7 separate regions of the Sus scrofa genome follow, and regions 1, 2, 3, 4, 5 and 7 are each linked to region 6. The links are chromatin contacts, called in public Hi-C, HiChIP or PLAC-seq and promoter capture Hi-C maps. All regions are on one chromosome and are shown on one strand. Each heading gives the region's core, a stretch centred on a gene start, on an enhancer-like site or on the middle of the called end of the contact. The rest is flanking DNA. Distances are from core to core; before and after follow the strand shown. Region 1 holds the start of HNRNPL (heterogeneous nuclear ribonucleoprotein L). Region 2 holds the start of PSMD8 (26S proteasome non-ATPase regulatory subunit 8). Region 3 holds the start of FAM98C (protein FAM98C). Region 4 holds the start of RINL (ras and Rab interactor-like protein). Region 5 holds the start of MRPS12 (a long non-coding RNA gene). Region 6 holds the start of ACTN4 (alpha-actinin-4). Region 7 holds the start of SIRT2 (sirtuin 2).

Region 1 (3,009 bases), core at 9-2,508, 160 kb after region 6:
AACATTTTGATTCGAGAAACTGACTGCATCCAGTTAACCCCTAGAAATTGTAAGCAAACTTGTGATAACTCCAAAGCTTGGCTTAAACTTCTAAACGCCCAAGACCTTTCACAAGCCCTTCTTCCGGTTTTCGATGCCCACAAAAACGAGGAACATATCCTGGTCTAAAAAAACATCCTTAAATAAATGAGTTTCTGTACAGGGACAAACCATGACGCTACAAAAACTAAAAACGATCAGGCAGAATTCCCCACTCAAGCAGAGAAAAATGCCACCGCCCACGCGCTCCCCGCGGTGCCCCCCCCCAACAACCGCCCACGAGGCCGGGGCAGGAGCAGTGCGCCTGCGCAGGGGGCCAGACAGGAAAACGATAGAGAAAAACGGCCAGGCCGCGTGCCTGGCCCCCACAAGCTAGCCCGCGGCGCCTGCGCAATGCGCCAGCCGCAGCGCGAGCAGTTTCCTCCACCCCCCACCTCGGGATACCGCGCACGCGCAAGCGCCTGTCCTCGCGCAAACCCCGCCGTTTGCCCAACGTCTGCCCCTCCCCCACCCCACCCCGTCCTTCAGGGCGAGGGCCTGGGCGCGTGCGCACAGACTCAGCCACCTAAAATTAATACTCTCTAGATTGGCAATCTTCCCTCCCTTCCCCGGCCGTCTCCGGCGCCTAGGGCCCTGGCCTCACCCGCCGCCGCCGCCCGCCGCCCCGGCTCCACCGCCGCCGCCGCCTCCATGCTGGTCGCCGGCGTTGTCAGTCTTGAGCCGCTTAGGGGCCCGGCCGCCCTCACTGCCGCCGCCGTAGTAGCGGCCACCGCCGCCTCCGCCGCCCGCCGCCGCCATCTTCACCATCGCTCCGGACCGCCGCCGCTGCTCGTCCGGCTGCTGCCTCTGCTCCAACCGCCGACGCCGCTTCTCCGCCCGGGGCAGCAGCCTCCGCGACATGGCGGCGCAGAACCCGCCTCCCCCCGCCTCTCATTGGGGGAGGGACACGCCCGTCACTCGCCGCCCCCACCCGATAGGGGAGCCACTGGTCCCGCCGCGGCGGGAGGGGAAGCCTCCGTCCGCCTTGCGTGCCTATAGGATAAAGGCCACGCCGTTCTGCAAGAGCGCCCGCCCTCGTTTGTCTGGGACACTCCTTATAGGCGAGCGCTTTCTGCAAGTTATTTTGCCGACCCCACCGCCTTAAAATAAACTCCAATTTGATAGGTCGGATTTCTGGCACAGCCTGGCCTCCTTTGGAGTACCTGATAGGAGCGGCGCTCCCCAAGCTCCTGAAAAGCCCCGCCTCCTTCCCGCTCTTACTGGTTTTCTCCCTCGTCCATCAAACGGAGAGCCCTTAGTCATCCAGTCGCAGCGACTCCCTTCCCCAGCCTCTCTACAAGGAGAGAAGGAGGCCCCTCCCTTTTGCTTTTCACTACTGGCTGCTGTAGATGTCCGTCGTCTGGGTCTCCACCCGATTAGTCATTTGAGAGTGGAATCCTCTCACCAGATTGTAGGACCACTGGTGGGCCCTGATTGGGTGGAAAGGGGAGCCCATCCCAGGCCCGTAGGCGCTCTTTGGCGCAGTCAAGGAAAGGATGGGAGGCGAGGACGCATGCGCGAACTGCTTTCTGGCGCCTCCGAAGGCGGGGCAGCCCTCCAAAGGAGCGAAGGCCTGAAGTACCTTGAGTAGTTTTTGATTTGCTGTGAGCAGCACTGGAGACCTACACCAAGTTACAGGGAAACGGCCAGTGTAGCTCTGTCCCCGTCACTATATCCTATTCCTCTCTATCTCTAACTTTCACAGTGCCAGAGGAATTGTTTTTAAAAGTCCCTGTCTGACCTTTTTCTCAGTATAAAACCATTTGCTGCTGCCAACCGTCTAACCCTGTCCGGTTTGCCGGCATTCTTTCACCACTCCACCTCTAAATTCAGCCACAATAACTCAGTTTGCAGAAAGAAAAGGATTTTTCGCGCACCTCTCGATCTTTGGCCAAGCACGCCTTTCCAAACGACACTTTCTCCACTACCCCAGAACTAAGGAATAAATTTCTCTAGCCCGTGCTCAGTTCACTCTGAAAGTGTCCCTAGTCCCTACCAGCCCAGACCGCAGGGCTTCCCCCATGATAATCCCTGATCACTCAGCCCAATGATTTTCACACGACAGCCTTTACAGGGTTATCACAGTTTGGTTCTGGGTGGGTTGGTTCTGTGTGGGCAAGGGAAGGGTGGTCCCCGCCTCTGCCTTAGACTGGCCTATCTACCAAACGCAAGGTGTATGTAGCACCCAGCAAAGTGCTAGCATTAGCACTCTGCAAAGGGAGTAGTTCTAAGCGTCCAGTGGGCCTCATTTTCTTAGGGCCGGGCCAACCCTCAGAGGACACCCTCTCTCAGTCTCTAGAGTCCAACAACGCCCAATAGTTGGAACCAGGGGCGGGGCGGGGCGGGAGCTGACCTAGGATGCCACCCTGTGGGCTCTAAGGTTATGGGGCTGCCTGTTGGTGGGAAGGAAGAAGCAGTCAAGAAGAGAGGAGACAGTAGTGGGAAATGCGGGGGCGGCCCCCCTAAAGATGCTCCGGAACCTTTCCATCCGGGTGAAAGGGAGTTCCCGAAATGGAGGTCCCGGTGGAAACTAAGTTAGAAATGGGATCAGTGGCACTAAGATATTGGGACCAGGCCTGGTAGGTCCGCGGGTTTGGAAAGAGAAAAAAGTTGAGGATTGGGCTGTGGGGATCTAAAACAGCTCCCAATCACCCCGGGAAGACCCGAAAGGGCGGAGAATAGAAATGGGGGACCGCTGGGCGCCAACACGTGATCTGTGCTGCGGTGCAAAGGCGGGGCGGGTCCCACTGAAAGGCGGGGTCCCAAGGTCCCGACGTCAGAGGAATGCGGTGGGGGGAGGGGAGAGAGGGGCCCCTCCCCTCCCCGCCCCCGCGCCCTGCCCGGACGCCCCTCGCGCCGGCGCGCGGCGACGGGACGCGACGGAACCGTCTCTCTCACGGCACCTTCCAGGCAGCTCGCCCGCCCCTGCGC
Region 2 (3,134 bases), core at 38-2,537, 200 kb before region 6:
CCTGGGAAATTTCACATGTTTTGGGTGCAGCCAAAAACAAACGAAAATGAAAATAAAGAACTCCTCTGACTCAACAACAACAAAAAACCACAAACAACTCAATTAAAAACGGCAAAGGAAAAAAATGGAAAAGAAAAAAAAAAAAGGCAAAGACTTGAAGGAGTTCTGTGGTCAAGTCAGCAGGTTAAGGATCAGATCCTGTCACTGTAGTGGCCGGGTCCAAAACAAAGCAAACAAAACAAAACATCTGCACGATATTCCACAGTGTGAATATGCAATTGATTTAATGGTTCCCATATTGATGTTTGGATTATTTTTGTTTGTTTGAGCCACCAGGATGTGGTGGAAGTTCCGGGGCCAGGGATTGAACCCATGCCATAGCAGCAACCCAAGCCATAGCAGTGTCAACAAGGAATCCTTAACCTGCTGAGCCGTAAGGGAATTCTGAAGCTGTTTTTTTATAAAGTGTCAAAAATATGTCCATTGATCTCCAGAGATCTCTTTAGTGTATTCCTTTAAAAAAAAAAAAAAAAAAAAGGCATGTTGCATTTTGGAAGGTATGTATAGTATGATGCAGTTTTTCTTTAAAAACTGTTAAAGACAACTTATTTACATATCCATTCATCCACTCATTCAACAAATATTCATTGTCTACCACAAGCCAGGAATACAACAGTAAAAAAAAAAAAAACCCAATAAACATCCCTGCTGTCATGGAGCTGACTTTCTAAATGACAGAGACAAGAGAACTCAGAAAAAGGAGAGACGTTAAGTAGGCAGGTGTGGTATATATGGAGGAATAACAGGTAGGGATAAAAAAAAAATTGGGAATCCTCCCCAAAATGTGGCATATAAAGCCGTTAATATTGGATGATTTTTAAAAATTTATTATAGTTCATTTACAATGTTCTGTCCATTTCTGCTGTACAGAAAAGTGACCCAATTATATATACATTCTTTTTCTCATATTATCTTTTTCTTTTCTTTTTTTTTATTATTTTCTCATATTCTATCATGTTCTATTACAAGCGATTAGATATAGTTCCCTGCTCTATACAGCATGAAGCCTGGATGATTTTTATAAAGCTTCCCTGCATTTCTTTGAGTTTGGGAAGGTGCACTGAGAGATTAGAGAGAAAGACCCAAAGTCAAATCTCAGCTGTTAGTCTCTTGGAAGTTTATGAAGCCTCTCAAACCCGGTCTATAATACAGGAAGAATAACATCGCTCTCCAAACAGCTCCACCACCTAGACAAGAACGCAGCGTCCGGAAAGACCAAGCTGAAGCCAGGGCGGCCATATTGGCTCCGGGAGGAGGGGAGGCGTTGTAAGCGCTGCCCTTTACAGTTTGCAGACTTCCGGTCACCATCTTGAGTGACAGCAGAGGCGGAGCCCCGACCGACATGTTCGTGAAAGGCCGGCCTTCGAGGGCACCTCCCCGAAAGCGACTGAGCACCAAGCGCGGAGTGCGGAGGCCCACAGTCGCAGCCCCGCCCCCGGCTTTGGGCTCCACCTACCGAGCCCACTTCCGCCGGGCAAGCGGCAGTAGGCGTCGCTGCCGTAAATCGGCTCGGCGGTTTGCCGCATCACGGAAGATGGCGGCCGCGACGGTGAACGGGGTGGCTGGCGGCTCGAGCTCGGGGCCTGCAGCGGCCTCGGGCGCAGTCCTGCAGGCCGCAGCCGGTATGTACGAACAACTCAAGGGCGAGTGGAACCGTAAAAGCCCCAATCTTAGCAAATGCGGTGAAGAACTGGGCCGTCTCAAGGTAGGGGTTACCGGGGGCGCTTCGGGGGGCCCAGACCGAACCTAATTCTGGGCTCAGGAGTGGGCCACATTGCTGGCGGCACCAAGGCGGGCTGGGCGATCCAATGGGGTGAAGAATTCGGAACAGCGAAAGTTCGGGCTTGGAGGGATGAAGAAGTGAGAGGGACCTGGAATGGACCAAATGCAGCCCCACGGTGGGGGGCAGGGGGCGGCGGTGACGGAGAGAGTGGTTCGAGCATAGACGAGTGAGAGGTTCAAATTTTGGTGCTTAGAGGCTTAGCTGGCTGGAGTGGCAGGATGGGGGTGTCGGAGTTTTTTTCTGAGGGAGGGTTCTGGACGACGCCAAGTGGGGAATGAACAGTGGACGCGGTGATGGAAGAAGAAAGCTGAGATGATGGGGTGCGTGGTTAAAACCAGGCCACATGAGGGTCTCAGATCAGAGGCTTAGGCGTGCATCTGAGGGGGAGGGGCCCAGCCAAGTTGAGAGGGCAGGATTGAACCTAGGAAAAATATTCTTTTCGTAAAGGACCAGAATGGTGCTGGAGGTGCTTCAGGCCAAGTGTGGGAGTGAGGACAAATACAGTGGCCTGGACCAAGTTGCTGAGGGGGTGTCTTTGATAAGGGATGATGTGTGGGCTGGACAATGGGGAGAGGTTAGCCCCCCCCCACCTTCTTGGTGTAGGTGGAGGGGAGTAGCTGGGCCCATCCCAACAAAGTGTGGAAAAGGATTGCCAAAGAACTGAAGGTGCTAGTGCCCCTCACCCCCACCCCCTTGATTGCACTGGGTCAGGCATGGAGTGGGTCCCCTGTTTTCCCAGTGGGCCTGTTAATACTTGTAATATGAGGTCATTCTAAATGAATGCTCATCATGTGTCCAGGCCCTGATCTGAGTGCTTTACGGGGACTGACTCCTTTAATACGCGTAACAGCGTCATGAGTCAGGGATGATGATTAGCTCCATTTTCTAGGTGGGAAAACCAAGGCTTAGAGAAAGGTAAATAACCTGTACTTGAAGGCCCGTCTTTTTTCCTTCCTTCCACTGCCCTCCCCATCAGCTGGTTCTGTTGGAGCTCAACTTCCTGCCAACCACAGGGACCAAACTGACCAAACAGCAGCTCATTCTGGCCCGTGAGTGTCACTGGGGTTGGTGGGGGGTTATGGGCTGGGGTTGTGGCAGGAATGGCGGCAGTGGTGGTCAGGGGCAGGGCCACAGTCATCTCCTGAGAGCTTTCTCTGTCGCCTGCAGGTGACATACTGGAGATCGGGGCCCAGTGGAGTATCTTACGCAAGGACATCCCCTCCTTCGAGCGGTACATGGCCCAGCTCAAATGCTACTACTTCGATTACAAGTGAGAATGGACCGTGCCCCT
Region 3 (2,842 bases), core at 150-2,649, 180 kb before region 6:
AAAAACAAACCAAAAAAACACACCCCAAGGGAGAAACTGGAATAAATGTTGCAACTCTCACACACACAAAAAAAGGACATAAGATACTTAGCCCAGTAGCACACACAAAATGCTCAATGTATGTTCTTTTTTTTTTTTGGTCTTTTTGCCTTTTCGAGGGCCACTCCTGTGGCATATGGAGGTTCCCGGGCTAGGGGTCTAATCGGGACTACAGCTGTCAGCCTATGCCAGAGTCACAGCAACGCCAGATCCGAGCCGCATTTGCAACCTACACCACAGCTCACGGCAACGCCGGATCCTTAACCCATAGAGCAAGGCCAGGGATTGAACCCACAACCTCATGGTTCCTAGGTGGATTCATTAACCACTGAGCCACAACGGGAACTCTTGTATGTTAGTCATTTTTAACTGAGTACCCCTTGTACGTCTGCTAAGCACTTACATACAGGACTCTAATCCTGACAACTGTAAGAGGTGGTTCTTATTACCCTCATTACAAGGATGTGAAGCAATCTGGCAGGAACACAATGGTGGTGAATGGTCAAGTCAAACACTAACCTCTGCCTGCAGAAGAGATTGCACTTCTAAAAAACAAACAAGGGAGTTCCCGTCGTGGTTCAGAGGTTAACGAATCCGACTGGGAACAATGAAGTTGCAGGTTCGATCCCTGGCCTTGCCCAGTGGGTTGGGGATCCAGCGTTGCTGTGACATGCGGCTCGGATCTGATGTGGCTGTGTCTGTGTCTGTGTCTGTGGTGTAGGACGGCAGCTACAGCTCTGATTAGACCCCTAGCCTGGGAACCTCCACATGCCCCGGGTGCGGCCATAGAAAAGAAAAACAAAAAAGATTGCATTCCCAGGGTGCAGTCTCTTAATCGCAACGGTTTATTGCACCTGCTCCCTCTCTCCGGGGTTTAGTAAGTAGCTAGAGGGGTGAAGGTTCAAAGGGTGCATTGTGATCAATGAGAAGGACCAACTGTTGGGTTTGTGAGTATGTGTATAGCTGGGATTCCTGGGTCCCTGACAAAATTCTAAGTAGAAAAGGAGTTAACAAGCTTTTGGACTTGGGCAGACTCCCACACTTGGTCTGGGGTGCTTTAAAAGCCACAGGGCATCTGATGGAGGCTGAGGAAAAGGAAACCAAAGTTGCTTCTATGTTGCATCAGGAGCCACATCCGTTGGTCTGTCGGGACAACTGGGAACCTGAAAGCGGACTCTGGATTTACAGAGCCAGAGGGCTCTCCAGAGTTACCCAAGGGGCTGCGCTCTATAGTATTCCTCATAGGCGGTGAACTTGGGAGCGGGCTCTGCCTCCTCCTGCACCAATTGGAATGACGAAGGCCCTTAGTTGATTGGTCAGTTACTGGGGGTGCGCACGCCCGTCCTGGGGAGGAGCCTCCCACCGGCCGGCAGGGGGCGCGCGCCCGGCGAAGAGACTACAGTTTCATGGAGGGGGCGGAGGCGGAGGAGCGGGAGTGGGCCGCCTTGGCCGGGGACCTGCTGGCCCTGGGGTAAGGGGTGCGGGGTGTGGCTGGGGGGTGAGGAAGAAGCAGGTTTGCCCTCAGAAATTCTTACAGACCTGCCCCGCCCCCTCCCGCTGCCTCGGCCCCGCTGCAGGTATGAGGGTTTCCCAGAGAGGGCGTCGCCGGGCCCCTCGTGCCCAGACTTCAGGGCGCTGTGCGCGCGGCTGGCGGCAGAGCTGGCGACGCTGGACGCCCTGGAGCGGGAGAAAGAGGAAGGCACGGAGGCACTGAGCGCCGGCGACGGTACGCGTGGAGAGGAAGGCCCCTGGGGCTGGAGCGGCTGGTGCCGCCGCCATGCCCTGACGTCTCCCGCTTCCAGCAGGTCCTGGCGCCGAGGAGGAATTCCTGCGACAGTTGGCCGGCCTTTTGCGGGAGTTGCACTGCCCCGATCGAGAGCTCTGCGGCAGAGACTGCGCATCCTCCCTGCGGAAGCCGGGCGCGCGCCTGCGCCTGCTGCGTGAGCCTGGGGCGGGCCGGGATGCGGAAGTGGGCAAGGCTGCAGCCTCGAGGGGGGCGGGCTCCGCACATTGAGGTGGAGCCTGGGTTCCCGAGGGGCCTCGGTCAAAAGATTGACTCTGGGCCGGAGGTGGGTGGGGTCAAAACATTGGGGCGGGCTAAGAGCTCCGCGATGGATGGGTTAGGCAGGTGATTCCTAAGTGGGCAGGGTTCGAAGTCCTAAGAGGGAGCTGGGTCCCAAAGTGGGTGGAGCTTACGCTGGAGGTAGAGCCAGGGTTCTAGTTGAGCGGACCTAGGAGGCCGGTGGTTTTGCAGCCGCTTGGACTTGTTGAGCCAGGTAGGCGGGGTGGCAGCCCTCCTTAATTGCGTCGCTCCTTTTCTCTGCTTTTAGGCTTTCTCTGCTCAGAGCTCCAGGCGGCCCGCCTACTCCACCTGCAACCCAAGCTGGATCCCAGCCTTGAGCCATTCGGTGGAGAGTGGGCAGGGGAGGGGGCAGAGGAGGAATCTGGCCTGGTCCAGGAACTGGTGCTTACTCTCCAAGCCCTGGGACTGCCCAGACCTCCGCGGGGGACCCCCGCCAGCCAGCTGCTGCGGGAGTTGCATGCCAAGGTAGAGAGTGGGAGCCCCTCTGCACCCGGGCCACCCTGCCTTCCTTGTAGGGGGAGAGCCCCCTCTCCAGAAGTGGCAGGGGAGGAGTGCCCTAACCACTGCTGTTTTCTAGAATTGTGACCTTCACTTTTTTTTCTTTCTTTCTTTCTTTACGGCTGATCCGGAGGCATATGGAAATTCCTGGGCCAGGGATTGAATCCGAGCCACAGCTTCCACCTGCACCACAGCTGCAGCGGAGGCAACGCTGGATCTTTT
Region 4 (3,129 bases), core at 438-2,937, 190 kb after region 6:
AACAACGCTCATGGAAACCCAGTGCCTGGAAAAGGGCTCTGCCCACAGTAGGCATTCTGTCAAAGTGACAAATGTCATACAACATCCCCTCTTCCTCCCTCCCCAGACCACAGAGGGGCCCTCAAATATTTTCTCCCAACATTTTTTTTTTTTTTGTCTTTTTGGCATTTCTTGGGCCGCTCCTATGGCATATGGAGTTTCCCAGGCTAGGGGTCTACGAAGCTGTAGCCACCAGCCTACACCAGAGCCACAGCAACGCGGGATCCGAGCCGCGTCTGCAACCTACACCACAGCTCACGGCAACGCCGGATCGTTAACCCACTGAGCAAGGGCAGGGATCGAACCTGCAACCTCATGGTTCCTAGTCGGATTCGTTAACCACTGCGCCACGATGGGAACTCCTCCCAACATTTTATGAAAAATTTCAAACATTCAGAAAAATGGAATTTTTTTTCAGGGAACATCCATATACCCACTACCTAGATTCAACTATTAACATTTTATTCTTTTTGCTTTACCACACACCTGGCCCTCTATCCATCTATCCATCAGACCCCAACTCTTAACCAGGTAGAGTCCTACAGCGGGTTATCAGTTAAGGTAGCCATTAAAAAAACTATCCCTGCAGCAGTCTCAGGAGTAGGGGGTCTAAGTCCACCCATTTGTCCATCTGTCTGTTCATCCTTACATACATCCATCCACCCATTCACCCACCCATCCATTCATCCACTCACCCACCCACCCATCCATCCATCCACCCACCCATCCATCCATCCATCCATCCATCCATCCATCCCTCCACCCACCCACCCATCCACCCGTTCATCCATCCATCCATCCATCCATCCCTCCATCCACCCACCCATCCATCCACCCATCCACCCATCCACCCATCCATCCACCCATCCATCCATCCATCCACTCATCCACACATCCATCCATCCATCCATCCCTCCATCCACCCACCCATCCATCCACCCACCTATCCCTCCACCCATCCCTCCACCCACCCATCCACCCACCCACCCACTCATCCATCCACCAACCCATCCACCCATCTACCCATCCATACATCCATCCATTCACCCACCCATTCGTCCATCCACCCAACAAGTATTTACTGAGTACAGGCCCAGAATTCGGTGCCTGGGGAAAGGATGACAGCAGACTAGGCCCCTGCTCCCAGGGCTTGTGCTCTTCTTGGGGTGGGCACAGGGGATGGATAACAAACAGTTAAACAAATCCCTCTGCCCCCTGACCAGAAACCTAGGGTGTTGGGAAGTGGGAGACAGAGAGCAGGTGCCCTGCCCAGGGGAGAGCAGGCAGGAGAGGTCGGGGGAGGGAGGCAGATGCTGGCCTGGGTCCCGTAGAGGTGGAGGGGACGGATGGTGCTGGGCAGGGCCAGAGGGGGCAGCTGCCTGATACCAAAGGGAGGCAGCGAGGGGTGATGATGCCAGCTGCTTGGTCCCTGGGGGCCCCTACCTGTTCTCGGAGGGGAGGCCTGGAGGAGCAGGAAGTGAAAGTGTTCTCACAGAGAGAGGAAGCAGAGCAGGCAGGGGGAAGAGGCGGGGCTGGGGGTACCTCCCTCTTTCCGGGGGCTCAGGCCTCAGATGACTGGGCTTTGGAGGAAGGACCCTAGGCAGTCTGGGGTCCAGGGGTAAGAGCCGTGAGGCTCCTGTGGCCACAAGAGTCCCCTCTCGACAGCCTTCACGCTGTTTCTCGTAAGAGCCTGTGGATGCTACGGTTTTCTTAGGGCCCGAGATCTAACCCCTTCCTCTGGCAGCTTCCCCGTGGCCCACAGAAAAGAACAGCGAGGCCGGACAGCCGATTATTAGTTGTTCTTTGTTTTTAATTCATCTCTAATAAGTGACACCATCTGCCCTCCTTGGCATGGGAAGTGGGTCCCGAGTGAGGGGGTCCAGCACCCACTTGGGGAGCTGGAGGAAGAGACTTGGGAGACCTTGAGGCTCAGATCCCCCCACCCACGGGTAGGTTAGGTTTCAGCTACTTGGCCACAGGCTCCTGGGGACAGTAGAGGGCGTGGGGGCCCTGGGGACCCTTGGCCTGGGACAGTTAGAGGTTTGGAGGTACACCCGGCCCCCTGAGCAGTTAGAGATTAGGGAGGCTGATCCTCAGTCCCGGGGGTGGTTAGAGGCTGTGGGCTGTTAGAGGCGGGCTGCCCAAGCCTCGGCCCCAAAGAATGTTAGAGATTTGCTGGGGTCGGGGCTGCCGGGACCCCAGGTTTAGGAGGGAGTAGTTAAAAGATTGCGGAAACGTTCTGAGCTCCCCAGAAAAGAGCTGTAAGTTAGAGGAGGCCAGGGCTGGTTGGGACTCAGCTGTCCCAAAGCTGGGCGTCCTGCCTGGGAGACGCAGCTGTCACTGGGGTTTCTCTCCCTCCGAGGTCCTGGCCTCTGCCTTGGCAGGAGGCGGAGACTTCCTGGGGGAAGCTGAAGTGGTGGGATTGGGGGTGCCCGATCCCGACTGGGCATCTATGCTGGCATGCTCTTTCCGGACAAGGTCCTCCAGCTCCTTCTGCAGAGGGCAAAGTTCACAGAAGTCAGAGGTCACCATGCCTCATAGGGTCAGAGGACCTGTGGGGCAGGGGTCCAGGGACTGGGCTCAGGGTGGGCTGGGATGGCCCAGGCCCCTCACCTTCCATCCGAGGAGATCAGCGAGGGCCAAGCAGCCCTGGTCGCAGTCACCCAGCCAGGCCACGTCCCTGCGGGCGGGTGAGAGTCAGAGCTCCCAGGCTCGTTCCAGGACCCCACTGGCGGGCAGCTGGCGGCTCTGCCTTGTTGAGTGTGTGCCTTCCTGGCCTCCTCCCACCTTGGCCCTGTCCCTGCAGGCTCCGCCTCTCACCTGTACGCCTTTTTTGAATCGAAGTCCATGCCTCCTCCGAGGCCCATCATCATCCCGAGGAACGGGTCAGTCTGTGGGGGAGGTGTGGAGTGGGGGGGGAGCTCAGAGCACAGACCCTGGAGCCAGGTGGCCTGGGTTTGAATCCCAGCTCCGTGGCTCTGCTCAAGGGGCCTGGCCTCTCTGAATCTCAGCTTCCCTCTCTGCAGAGTGGGGGGAATCATGAGACCGGCGCCTAGGATTGAACTGTCCGTGAGTTAATACAGAGAAAAT
Region 5 (3,164 bases), core at 451-2,950, 230 kb after region 6:
ATCAAATTCGAGCCACAGCTGCAACCTACACCACAACTGCAGCAACACTGGATCCTTAACCCACTGTGCCACAAGGGGAGTTCCCTATATATATTTTATTTTATTTTTTGTCTTTTTAGGGCCACACCCACGGCATATGGAGGTTCCCAGGCTAGGAGGTGAATCAGAGCTGTAGCTGCTGGCCTATGCCAACAGCCATAGCCACGCCAGATCCTTAACCCACTGAGCAAGGCCAGGGATTGAACCTGCGTCTTCATGGATGCTAGTCAGATTCATTTTTGCTGTGTCACGACGGGAACTCCCCTTATATATATTTTAAATTAACTTCTCTGATAGAGTTTTCTGCTGGCCTAGTGGTTAAGCATTTGGCATTTATCACTGCTATGGCCCAGGTTCGATCCCTAGGAACTTGTGCATGCCTCCAGGGCAGCCAAAAAAAGTAACTTCTCTGAGCCTTAACTTCCTCACTGATAAAGTAGGGGAAATAGCTGTACCTACCTCACAGGATTGTTGTGAAACTTAAATGAGACTAATCTGTATAAAGCACTTAAAATAGGATGGCTGGGGAGGAGCTCCAAGAGATGGCTGGGAGGATTCCGAGTTCCCATCATCCTTAGCGCCCCAACAGGGTCTAGAAATATGGTGACACCGGTTCTAGTTCCCCAGCATGTAGTATTATATAGGTGCTAGCTTTGCGATTATTATCATTCGCTGTCTTATTCTCAACACCTGGAACTTAAGGTAGGCGCTCCCTAAATATCTTTCAAAGGATTAAATAACACTATTTAACTGCCTGATACTCGTGGGTAGGTGCAAACTCTACTTTTCAATCTCCAAAGGCAAGAGGCTCCCCTCACCTCTGATTCACATCTTTGTCCGGCATTTCCCTCTGTGGCCTTAGGGTAAGCCTGGTTCGACGTCGGAGCACATTGGCAGACAGTAGTAAGTTCTTAGTGCAGAGTGGGTACTCAACAAGCCATATGGAACAGGAGCATCATGGATATCTAGACTGTAGGGCCTTGGCACTCCACGGATAACTGGCACGTACGTGAGTGCCAAACACGTTTGCTAAACTTGGGAAGAAACTAAAATCCTGCGATAAGACCGCCCCCTCCTGGAGAATATCTGGCACGCCCACTTCGTCCCTAGAGCGAACAGCCAATAAGCAAAGCGGCCAGGCCTGGCAATGCCGGCCAGCGCAAGCGCACTCACGATCGCCGGCAGGTCGTCAGATCGCAGCTCCCCCTTGCGGAGATCCAAGGTGCGCGCCGCCTCTTCCGGGTATGCGCACAGCGGCTCCATGTCCAGCTGAGGGAGCGCGCTGTAGCCTTCACGTGCGTGCTCGTACAGGAGGTTCCTGTCTCGCCTCTCCGTAGCGAAGCTTCTCCTTGGGCTCTGGTTGCAGGCATAGCCTCCCCGGAGCCGCAGGCCCCGACTAGCCACCAGAGGCCACAAACGCCGCACCATGGACGCAGCCATCTTGGAAGGGGGACAAAAAGTCGCGCACTCTTCATCCCGCCCACTACGCGTTTAGACCAATTGTAAAGCAGCTCTTCTCCGGGACTAGCCAATCAAACTTTGGAAGGAGTGAGCCCCTCCCATGCCTCAAAAAACACTGTTCTGGGAGAACAGTTGGCCGAGATTGACATTATCGTTGCCCAATCGTCATCTGTTCCCCGCCCCTTCAGTGTACCGGGAAGGGCAGAGCCAGCCAATCCCTGCCGGGATAATTCCATTCAGTTAGAGGTCAGATTTGGCGTGTCGGCGGACCGGGCTAGTGTCGGAAAGGTAGACGGGATTCTCGGGTCCTCGAAACCTCCCCGGGTCTCCCCTCAGTTTCCCTTTTCCTCTTGTATGTGAGCAGGGGCGGTTGAATCCCCGAGAGGCTATTCAGAGCAAGACTAAATTTACGGAGGGACTTTCTCTGTTAGCGGCTTTAGGAGTTGTGGTTATACAGTCGGAGGAAATCCCTTAGATTTAAACGGAAGAGTCCGAGAGCGGGATGGGGAGATTTGGCCCTTCCCCGATCACGGACACTTTCCCCTCCTTCTCTATCTGAATCTCTCATCCCCTAAAACAGGGACCCTTCAGGCGGCGGGATGTCCTGGTCCGGCCTTCTCCGTGGCCTCGGCACGTCCCTAAACTGTGGTAAGTAGGGGACTAGGGCTGCAGAGCCGAGGCTAGGTGAGGGTTATCCCCCCTGGGACTTGCATCCTCTGCCGAGGGAATCAAGGTTTTAAATCAGGGAGGATACACGATGGCTTTTGGCGGAGCTGGTGTTGCAAGGGAAGGGGGTGGGAAGTAGTTGCATTGAGGGCTACTATGGGTCAGGGGGGTGTCAGGAGTTTGGGTCGGTTATTTTTTTCAGCAAATAATATTAAATATTTCCCTTGGGTGAGACGTCCAAGCAAAGTGTTGAAGTTGTTCATTCAACTGGTATTTTCCAAGAGCCTAGTACATGCCGGGCACTGAGAGGGAAGCTTTATTATGAACCTGTTTCTTCCACAAATACCAAATGTTTCTCACAGGTCATGCTCTTTGTGAGATATTCCACCTGCGTATTCACTCTTCAAACCTTTGTTAAGCTCCTTCTTTCTTTCCTTTTTTTTTTTTTTTTTTTTATGCCCAAATATGGAATTTTCCAGGCTAGGGGTTGAATCGAGCTGTAGCTGCCAGCCTACACCACAGCCACAGCAACATGGGATCTGAGCCACATCTGCGACCTACACCACAGCTCACTGCAACGCAAGATCCTTAACCCACTGAGTGAGGCCAGGGATCGAACCTGCATCCTCATGGATACTAATTGGGTTCGTTTCCACTGGGCCACAACAGGAACTCCCTGTTAAGCTCTTTTTTGACATTGACTAGGGATCACAGGGCTGAACAAGACAGATCTCTGCCCTGCTTGGGGAATCTGGGCTAGGTTGACGTGCGGATCACACAGTGCTTAGGAGGCAGGAGGAGCTCTAATGATGGTGCCTACCCTACAGATGAGCACACTGAGGCCCTGAGGTGAACAGTCGTGCTCGGCGGCGGTGGCACATCACTAAGGAGAGACTTCTAGGAATCCCCTTTGAGGATTCTGCTGTCACTTGAGGCATAAGGATACATGGAAATGGACGGTAAGGCCAGGACCTGCCGTGGGTACAGAGGGGAGTGGG
Region 6 (2,864 bases), core at 310-2,809:
CTGTCTTTGACTTCGTGGCGCCAAGGGATGGTTCTGAGCAGGGGAGGGAGGAGCTTGATTTGACTCAGGCTCCTTCTGGTTTCTTTGGAGAAAGAGAGGTGGGGAAGGGGGCATGTGGAGGACTTGAGAAATGTTGAGGAGGCTGGGACACTGGTCCAGGTGAAGACAAGGTGAGGGTGGACAGAACCAGGGTGTGGCCATGTGGGATGGGAGAAGTGGGTGAATTTTGTATATACTTGGAAGATGGATCTGACAGAATTTCCTGAACGACTGGATGTAGGGTGTGAAAACAAAGAGGAGCCAAGGATGACTGCAAGCTTTGTTGCCTGCACAGCTGAAAGGCCGGAGGCACCATTGACCAAGATGGGGATGGCTATGGGGTGACGAGGTTTGGGAGGAAGATCAGGAGCCCAACTCTGGGTACTTACACTTGAGACACCTATTATGTGTGAGTGTCATTTGTATTTATTTACTGTCGTGTCCCCCATACACTTGAGAACTTGGCGCACTTACCATGCTCAGCACCTTATCACCAGCATCCAAGAAGAGTTCCTGGAATACAACAGAGGCTCAATAAATGCTTTTTGAATGAGTGAAGTAAACACGTCCAAAAAATCCTCCACTTTCCCAGTCAGCCAGTATCCATTCGGAGCTACCATGTCCATTTTGTGAATTCTTCAAGAGTTTGTTTAATTGTCCTCCTTGTTCATAAAGCCAACTCTGCCAGTTTCCGTTGTGGCTCAGCAGGGCGTAAATCCAAATCCGACTGGTATCCATGAGGATGCAGGTTCCATCCCTGGTTTCTCTCAGAGGGTTAAGGATCGTGGGTTGCTATGGCTGTTGCATAAGCTGGCAGGTGTAGCTCTGATTTGATTCCTAGCTCAGGAACTTATATATGCCACAGGTGTTGCCCTGAAAAGCAAAGGCAAAAAATAAAAAAATAAATGAAGTCAATCCTGACTACTTCATTTCCATTCTAGTTCTGTTTGATTTTTCTTCATAGCACATATCCCCTTGGAATATATACATACGCTATGTACTTTTTTTCCCCCCGCATCTGTGGCATGTGGAAATTCCTGGGCAAGGGATGGAAAATGAGCCACAGCTGGGGCCGATGCCACAGCTGGGGCAACGCTGGATTCTTAACACGCTGCACCACAGCAGCAACTCCAATACACTGTTTCCTAAAATTGTGTTTTTTTCCTTTCACTAGACGGTTGTTTCATGAGGGCAGACAGTTTTGTCTATCTTATTTAGTGTTGATGCGTAAAACATGGTCTGGCACATAGTAGGCGCTTAATATTTGTTGAATTTCTGGCGCCGAAAGGGAATACACTCCACGCCAGAGCCCAATGGCCAGACCCGCCGGCCGAATCCTTCGCTCTCTGGGCCCGCCCACACGTAGAGGCCGCGCGCGCGCGCGCGCGCGCGAGGAGGCGAAGCTCGTCCACGAGCCGAAGGGCGGCGGGGAAGTGGACTCTGCGCAGGCTCAGAGCTTCCCGAGGCGGGGTCTTAGGGCCTTTCTCGTTAGGAAGCGCGCGCGCGCGCGCGCGGGAGGGCGGCGGCGGCGGCGGCGGCGGAGGCGCGGTGCGCAAGCGCAGCGGGCAGTGCGCAGGCGCTAGCGCAGGGCGGGCTGAAGCAGCTGAAGCAGCGGCGGCGGCGGCGGCGGCGGAGGCTCGGGCAGAGGGGCGGGAGCAGAGGCGGGAGCGGACGGGCTCGGGAGAGGCGGCGGAATGGTGGACTACCACGCGGCGAACCAGTCGTACCAGTACGGCCCCAGCAGCGGGAGCAATGGCGCCGGCGGCGGCGGTAGCATGGGCGACTACATGGCCCAGGAGGACGACTGGGACCGGGACCTGCTGCTGGACCCGGCCTGGGAGAAGCAGCAACGCAAGGTGCGCGGCCCGCGGGCCGGACGGGCTGGAGGGGGGCTTCCGAGGGAGGCTGGGCGCCGGGAAGGGGTTGGGAGTCCTGAGATGGGAGTGGAGGGTCTGTGATGAGAACCGGGCGTCGTGAGAAGGAATCGGTGGATCTGAGAAGGTGTTTGGGGTCCTGAAAAGGAGTTGCAGAACTTGAGCAAGGAATTGGGAGTCTGAAAAAATCATTGGCGGCCGAGGAGAGAATATGGAAATCTAAAACATGGAATCAGGGAGTCTGTGAAGGAATTAGGCGGGTCGAGGTGGGGAATTGGAGGAAACCAGCGAGATGATTGGAGACTCTAAAATGGAATTGGGTCTGAGGCGGGATCGAAGGCTCGGGTTGGATTGGGGTTGCTGAGAGAGGAACGGGGGGTCTGGAATTTGGGGGTCGGGGCAGTCTGAGGAGGAGCTCGAGTGTGCAGGGGGTTGTTTGGCTCGCAGAGTCCTCTGAAGAGGATAGGATTGTGGGAGCCCCAGGCTGGGGAACTTCTAAAGGGGGTGAGGATTCTGGAAGTCTGAAGATGGGGTTGGGGGGTACTCAGGAGGGGATTGTGGAGTGGGAAGGGTGGTGGAAGGACAGGGGAGATAAAAGCAGAGGGGCTAAGGAAAGAAGTGACTGTGAAAAGACCCGGGGCTTAGGATGTGGGGATGGGGAGGGTGGCGAATGAGGTCTGGAACGGGGGTCCGAAGGGACCTGTGAATGAGAAGTCTTGCAGGGGGTGAGATTTACTGGGGGTGCCCCGTTTTAAGGGGAAGAGGAGAAGACTGGACAAGAGAAGGCATGAAAGGAATTGATGAGGCTAAAGGCCTCATCGATGAGAGGCCCAAGGGAGATAGGGAGAGTATTTGGAGCGTTTTGAGGAGGGGAGCCGAAGAATTGCTGGAACGTCCACAAAGGCTCCGCCAAGGGTTGGCGGCGCCTGAGGCCAAGCAAGGTAGCCTGGA
Region 7 (3,152 bases), core at 24-2,523, 210 kb after region 6:
AGCTGCTTTCCTTGTCACCCTACACTTGGCTCTGAGATCTCTTCCATGCGCAGTGCAAAAGAGGTTCAGAAGGGATGGGGTGGGGGGTGGCAAGGAGAGAGGAAGGTTTGGAAGGGCAGGCCGGGGGCTGAGGCTGCACGCCCTCCTCTGACAGTCCCCAGAATCCACCATTCCCCGGGAGGCTGAACCAGGAGGTGGGGGGAGGGACTGGGGCAGGGAGCTCAGGGCCCTGGGGTTCCCATCTCCCCTCTGCCACCTCCCTCCCAGGATGGGGTGTGGGAAGTCCATCTCTCTCCTTCCCGCCACCCTTCCGCCCCATCTCACCTGAGCCTCTTGCACCTTCCCTGTCTGGGTCTCCACAGGGTCTGAGGCTGGGGGGAGGAGGGGGAGCAGACGTGGTTAAGGTGAAGGGAGTGGTTAAGGGGGAAGGAAGGGCTTCAAATTAGTGGGGCAGAGGGATCAAGAAAACTCACCAACCTGGTCATACCGGGTGGGGTGGGGGTGTAAAATGGAAGTGGAGGAGGGCGGCAATGGGGAAAAGCGGACCTTATCAGTGTGCAGACGGCTGGGAGGAGAGGTTAGCGAGGGACAAAGAGGCCGGGACAGGAAGGTTTAGGCGAGGGAAGAGAAAGTAAAGCACGCCCGGCATGGAGGAAGACTTAGGAGGAGTTAGGAAGGGTGTAGTAGTGTGAGAGTGTGTGTCATTAGGTTTACAAGCAGTGGGAAGCCATAGAAAGGAGAGAAGACATACTCTGCCTGTTGGCAGGTTTGGGAGAAGAGGTGCAGAGTGTGTGTGTGTGTGTGGTGTGTGTGTGTGTGTGTGTCGGGCAGGGTGGGGTTGGTTTCGGAGAAAAAGGAAGCAATAGGAGGGGACCCTGGCATCCTACAGTTGCTACTAACAACCAGGTACCCTTAGCAACCAGGACCGCGGCATCTTAAGTCCCTAGCAACGAGGGTCCTTGGCAACTAAGGTGCGAGAAACATGTGATCATTAGTAACTTGGGGGAAGTGGCAAACGGACCCTTAAAACCTAGCGACCCAGAAAGCCACCAATCTAGCAATATGGATCACTTGGCAACTGCCCCCGGAATCCCATTTTCCCCCCCATGCAACCCCCATCTCCTGCCCCACCAAGCCTGCCCTCGGGCCCCGGGGCCTACGACCCTCAGCTAGGCCCCGGTGCAGCCCTGCCCTCCCACCGGGGTCCCCGACTCACGATCCGGCTCGGCCATGGGCGCGGGGCGGGGGCCCTCGGGACTGTCACCGACTGCTCTGTCCCGTGACGGCACCGGAAACAGGAGGGGGCCGAGACAAGGCAGAGAACTACAACTCCCAGCAGCCATCGCGATCGCATATAATGCTCTGCACCGCGTACGGAGCGCGCCCCCACGCAAAGGCCGGACTACGAGTCCCAGAGGGCTCCACGTCCACAGCCATGCTGGTAAAGGACTCCGGGAAAGTGTGGGAAAAGGTAGAACGCCGTAGTCCACCTGAGTGCTCTGATTGGTCATCATGTGGCATGGGGGCGGGGCGTGTACTACTTAGCCCACCCTGATTGGATGAGTCAGGGGGGCGTGTTGGGGAATTCCCCGCAGGGCGGAAGCTCGAGAATTCCAGGCAGAGCCCAGCGACAGGCGGGCTGCCGCTGGGGGCCCCTGAGGCTTCGGGGGCCATGGCTGGGGTTGCGTGCTTGGGGAAAGCTGCGGACACCGATGAATGGTGCGACAGCGGCTTGGGCTCTCTGGGTCCGGACGCAGCGGCCCCCGGAGGACCAGGCCTAGGCGCGGAGCTGGGTCCGGGACTATCGTGGGCGCCCCTCGTCTTCGGCTACGTCACTGAGGATGGCGACACGTGAGTGAACCTTAGACTGACAAATCGGGCCCCAGGGTCCCACATCTCCAATCCTGACTTCCCAACCTTTCAATCCTAAATCTGTCTTTTGATGCTTGACTTCCTGACCCCAAGACTGGCCTCTGATAAAACCAACTTCTTATCTAATTTTGATCCTAACCCAATAATGTCTGGCCTTCCTTTCTTGAACTGATTCTCAGAGTTATGCGTTCATTGATCAGACCCACATTCAGTGATCGATTCCACATCCAAAACTCGATTTGACCTTCCTGACCCCAGTCCTTAGCCCTCTGTTAGAACTGTAGTTCAGACAGGCTCCTCCTGACCTTTATCCTCCAAATATGATCTTTGGTCCTCAGCGCCTAACTTACATGAGCCTTAGATTTTATTTCGAAATTAATACTTGGCTTTTGACTCCAGGATCCCACCTTCTGAACTCTGATCTTCAAAGCTTACATTCAAAGAGAAAATGGAAACTACATAACAGCAGGAATTCATCTATTAAACAAATAATCCAACACCTTCGACTTTCCAGGAACTGTTTTAGGTGTGGCCTAAAGGCAGGGAGGAAAGCCCAAAAAACATTTGTCTTGTGGAGCATACATTCTAGTGGGGGTATATAGACAGAAGGGCAGATAGACTGACAGGGAGGGAGGAAGGGTAGGAGGAAGAAAAAGGAAAGAAAAGGAGAGAGAAGGAAAGAGAAAAAAAGATACACAGACCTAAAGTAAGAAAGGGAGAGAAAGAAGAAAGGCAGGAAGAAACGAAGACAAAAATTAAAAAAAAAAAGAAAAATAGCATGTCAGACGTTAAGAAGTTCTTTGGAGAAAAATAAAGCAGGGAAGTGAGACAAGTAGATTATCTGGGGAGAACATTGCACATAGAGGGAAAAACAGTTGTAAAGGCCCAATTGAGGGAATGTACCTGGGGTTTTTGAGTATCGTGTTTACCGCTGTATCCCCAGTGACCCAGCAGCCCCTGACCCATAGGAGGCACTCAGGAAACAGTGATCTTCTCAAACAACCAGCTGTGGTTTCATTTATTTTCTCTTTTTCTCTCTTTTTGCTTTCTATTTTGTTGATCTCTGTTCTGACTTATTTACTTTCTTCTCTTATTTGGGGTTTAATTTCTTCTTTTTCTCGTTTTTTAAGATGGAAGCTGAGGTCATTGATTTGAGACTCTTTTTTTTTTTTTTTTTTACGCATATAAGTGATTCATGCTGTAAATTTCCCGGAGTAGTGCTTTAGCAGTATCTCACCAATTCTGATGTGCTGTGTCGTTTTTTGTCATTTTGTTTTGTT

Evidence for each region. Promoter capture Hi-C pulls out the DNA fragments that hold promoters and counts their contacts. A called contact is a pair of places that touch in the nucleus more often than the background predicts. HiChIP or PLAC-seq counts read pairs in DNA pulled down with a chosen protein or histone mark.
Region 1: a contact with region 6 is called in an H3K27ac HiChIP or PLAC-seq map of alveolar macrophages. The contact joins the promoter of HNRNPL here to the promoter of ACTN4 in region 6. A contact is called at or near these places in 1 of 5 promoter capture datasets (liver), 4 of 47 Hi-C or Micro-C datasets (embryonic fibroblasts, heart right ventricle and liver) and 2 of 2 datasets of contacts at active chromatin or transcription factors (alveolar macrophages and skeletal muscle).
Region 2: an H3K27ac HiChIP or PLAC-seq map of alveolar macrophages shows a contact between it and region 6. The contact joins the promoter of PSMD8 here to the promoter of ACTN4 in region 6. A contact is called at or near these places in 1 of 5 promoter capture datasets (liver), 3 of 47 Hi-C or Micro-C datasets (embryonic fibroblasts and liver) and 1 of 2 datasets of contacts at active chromatin or transcription factors (alveolar macrophages).
Region 3: an H3K27ac HiChIP or PLAC-seq map of alveolar macrophages shows a contact between it and region 6. The contact joins the promoter of FAM98C here to the promoter of ACTN4 in region 6. A contact is called at or near these places in 8 of 47 Hi-C or Micro-C datasets (embryonic fibroblasts, fetal heart ventricle, fetal skeletal muscle and 5 more) and 2 of 2 datasets of contacts at active chromatin or transcription factors (alveolar macrophages and skeletal muscle).
Region 4: an H3K27ac HiChIP or PLAC-seq map of skeletal muscle shows a contact between it and region 6. The contact joins the promoter of RINL here to the promoter of ACTN4 in region 6. A contact is called at or near these places in 1 of 47 Hi-C or Micro-C datasets (embryonic fibroblasts) and 1 of 2 datasets of contacts at active chromatin or transcription factors (skeletal muscle).
Region 5: a Hi-C map of embryonic fibroblasts shows a contact between it and region 6, with 2.1 times the contacts expected there. The contact joins the promoter of MRPS12 here to the promoter of ACTN4 in region 6. A contact is called at or near these places in 2 of 47 Hi-C or Micro-C datasets (embryonic fibroblasts and epiblast stem cells) and 2 of 2 datasets of contacts at active chromatin or transcription factors (alveolar macrophages and skeletal muscle).
Region 7: a promoter capture Hi-C map of fetal liver shows a contact between it and region 6, with 2.1 times the contacts expected there. The contact joins the promoter of SIRT2 here to the promoter of ACTN4 in region 6. A contact is called at or near these places in 2 of 5 promoter capture datasets (fetal liver and liver), 2 of 47 Hi-C or Micro-C datasets (embryonic fibroblasts and liver) and 2 of 2 datasets of contacts at active chromatin or transcription factors (alveolar macrophages and skeletal muscle).

Annotation. Positions count from the first base shown.
Region 1 is chr6:47,654,598-47,657,606 of Sscrofa11.1, forward strand. It overlaps HNRNPL (heterogeneous nuclear ribonucleoprotein L), which reads right to left and starts at 1,259. Exons shown (of 15, transcript XM_021094349.1): 1 at 683-1,259. The coding sequence starts at 939.
Region 2 is chr6:47,288,604-47,291,737 of Sscrofa11.1, forward strand. PSMD8 (26S proteasome non-ATPase regulatory subunit 8) reads left to right here and starts at 1,288. Exons shown (of 7, transcript XM_005664584.3): 1 at 1,288-1,765; 2 at 2,820-2,892; 3 at 3,011-3,113. The coding sequence starts at 1,403.
Region 3 is chr6:47,314,007-47,316,848 of Sscrofa11.1, forward strand. It overlaps FAM98C (protein FAM98C), which reads left to right and starts at 1,400. Exons shown (of 8, transcript XM_003127113.5): 1 at 1,400-1,510; 2 at 1,617-1,765; 3 at 1,845-1,979; 4 at 2,370-2,587. The coding sequence starts at 1,446.
Region 4 is chr6:47,680,596-47,683,724 of Sscrofa11.1, forward strand. It overlaps RINL (ras and Rab interactor-like protein), which reads right to left and starts at 1,688. Exons shown (of 13, transcript XM_021094350.1): 1 at 1,483-1,688. It overlaps SIRT2 (sirtuin 2), which reads right to left. Exons shown (of 17, transcript NM_001114271.1): 15 at 2,860-2,930; 16 at 2,653-2,719; 17 at 1,832-2,532. The coding sequence ends at 2,377.
Region 5 is chr6:47,726,818-47,729,981 of Sscrofa11.1, forward strand. It overlaps MRPS12 (a long non-coding RNA gene), which reads left to right and starts at 1,701. Exons shown (of 3, transcript XR_002344649.1): 1 at 1,701-1,788; 2 at 2,081-2,148. SARS2 (serine--tRNA ligase, mitochondrial) reads right to left here and starts at 1,577. Exons shown (of 17, transcript XM_021094351.1): 1 at 1,213-1,577. The coding sequence starts at 1,479.
Region 6 is chr6:47,492,275-47,495,138 of Sscrofa11.1, forward strand. ACTN4 (alpha-actinin-4) reads left to right here and starts at 1,560. Exons shown (of 21, transcript XM_003355883.4): 1 at 1,560-1,895. The coding sequence starts at 1,734.
Region 7 is chr6:47,702,069-47,705,220 of Sscrofa11.1, forward strand. SIRT2 (sirtuin 2) reads right to left here and starts at 1,274. Exons shown (of 17, transcript NM_001114271.1): 1 at 1,217-1,274; 2 at 325-371. The coding sequence starts at 1,232. NFKBIB (NF-kappa-B inhibitor beta) reads left to right here and starts at 1,576. Exons shown (of 6, transcript XM_003355897.5): 1 at 1,576-1,851. The coding sequence starts at 1,673.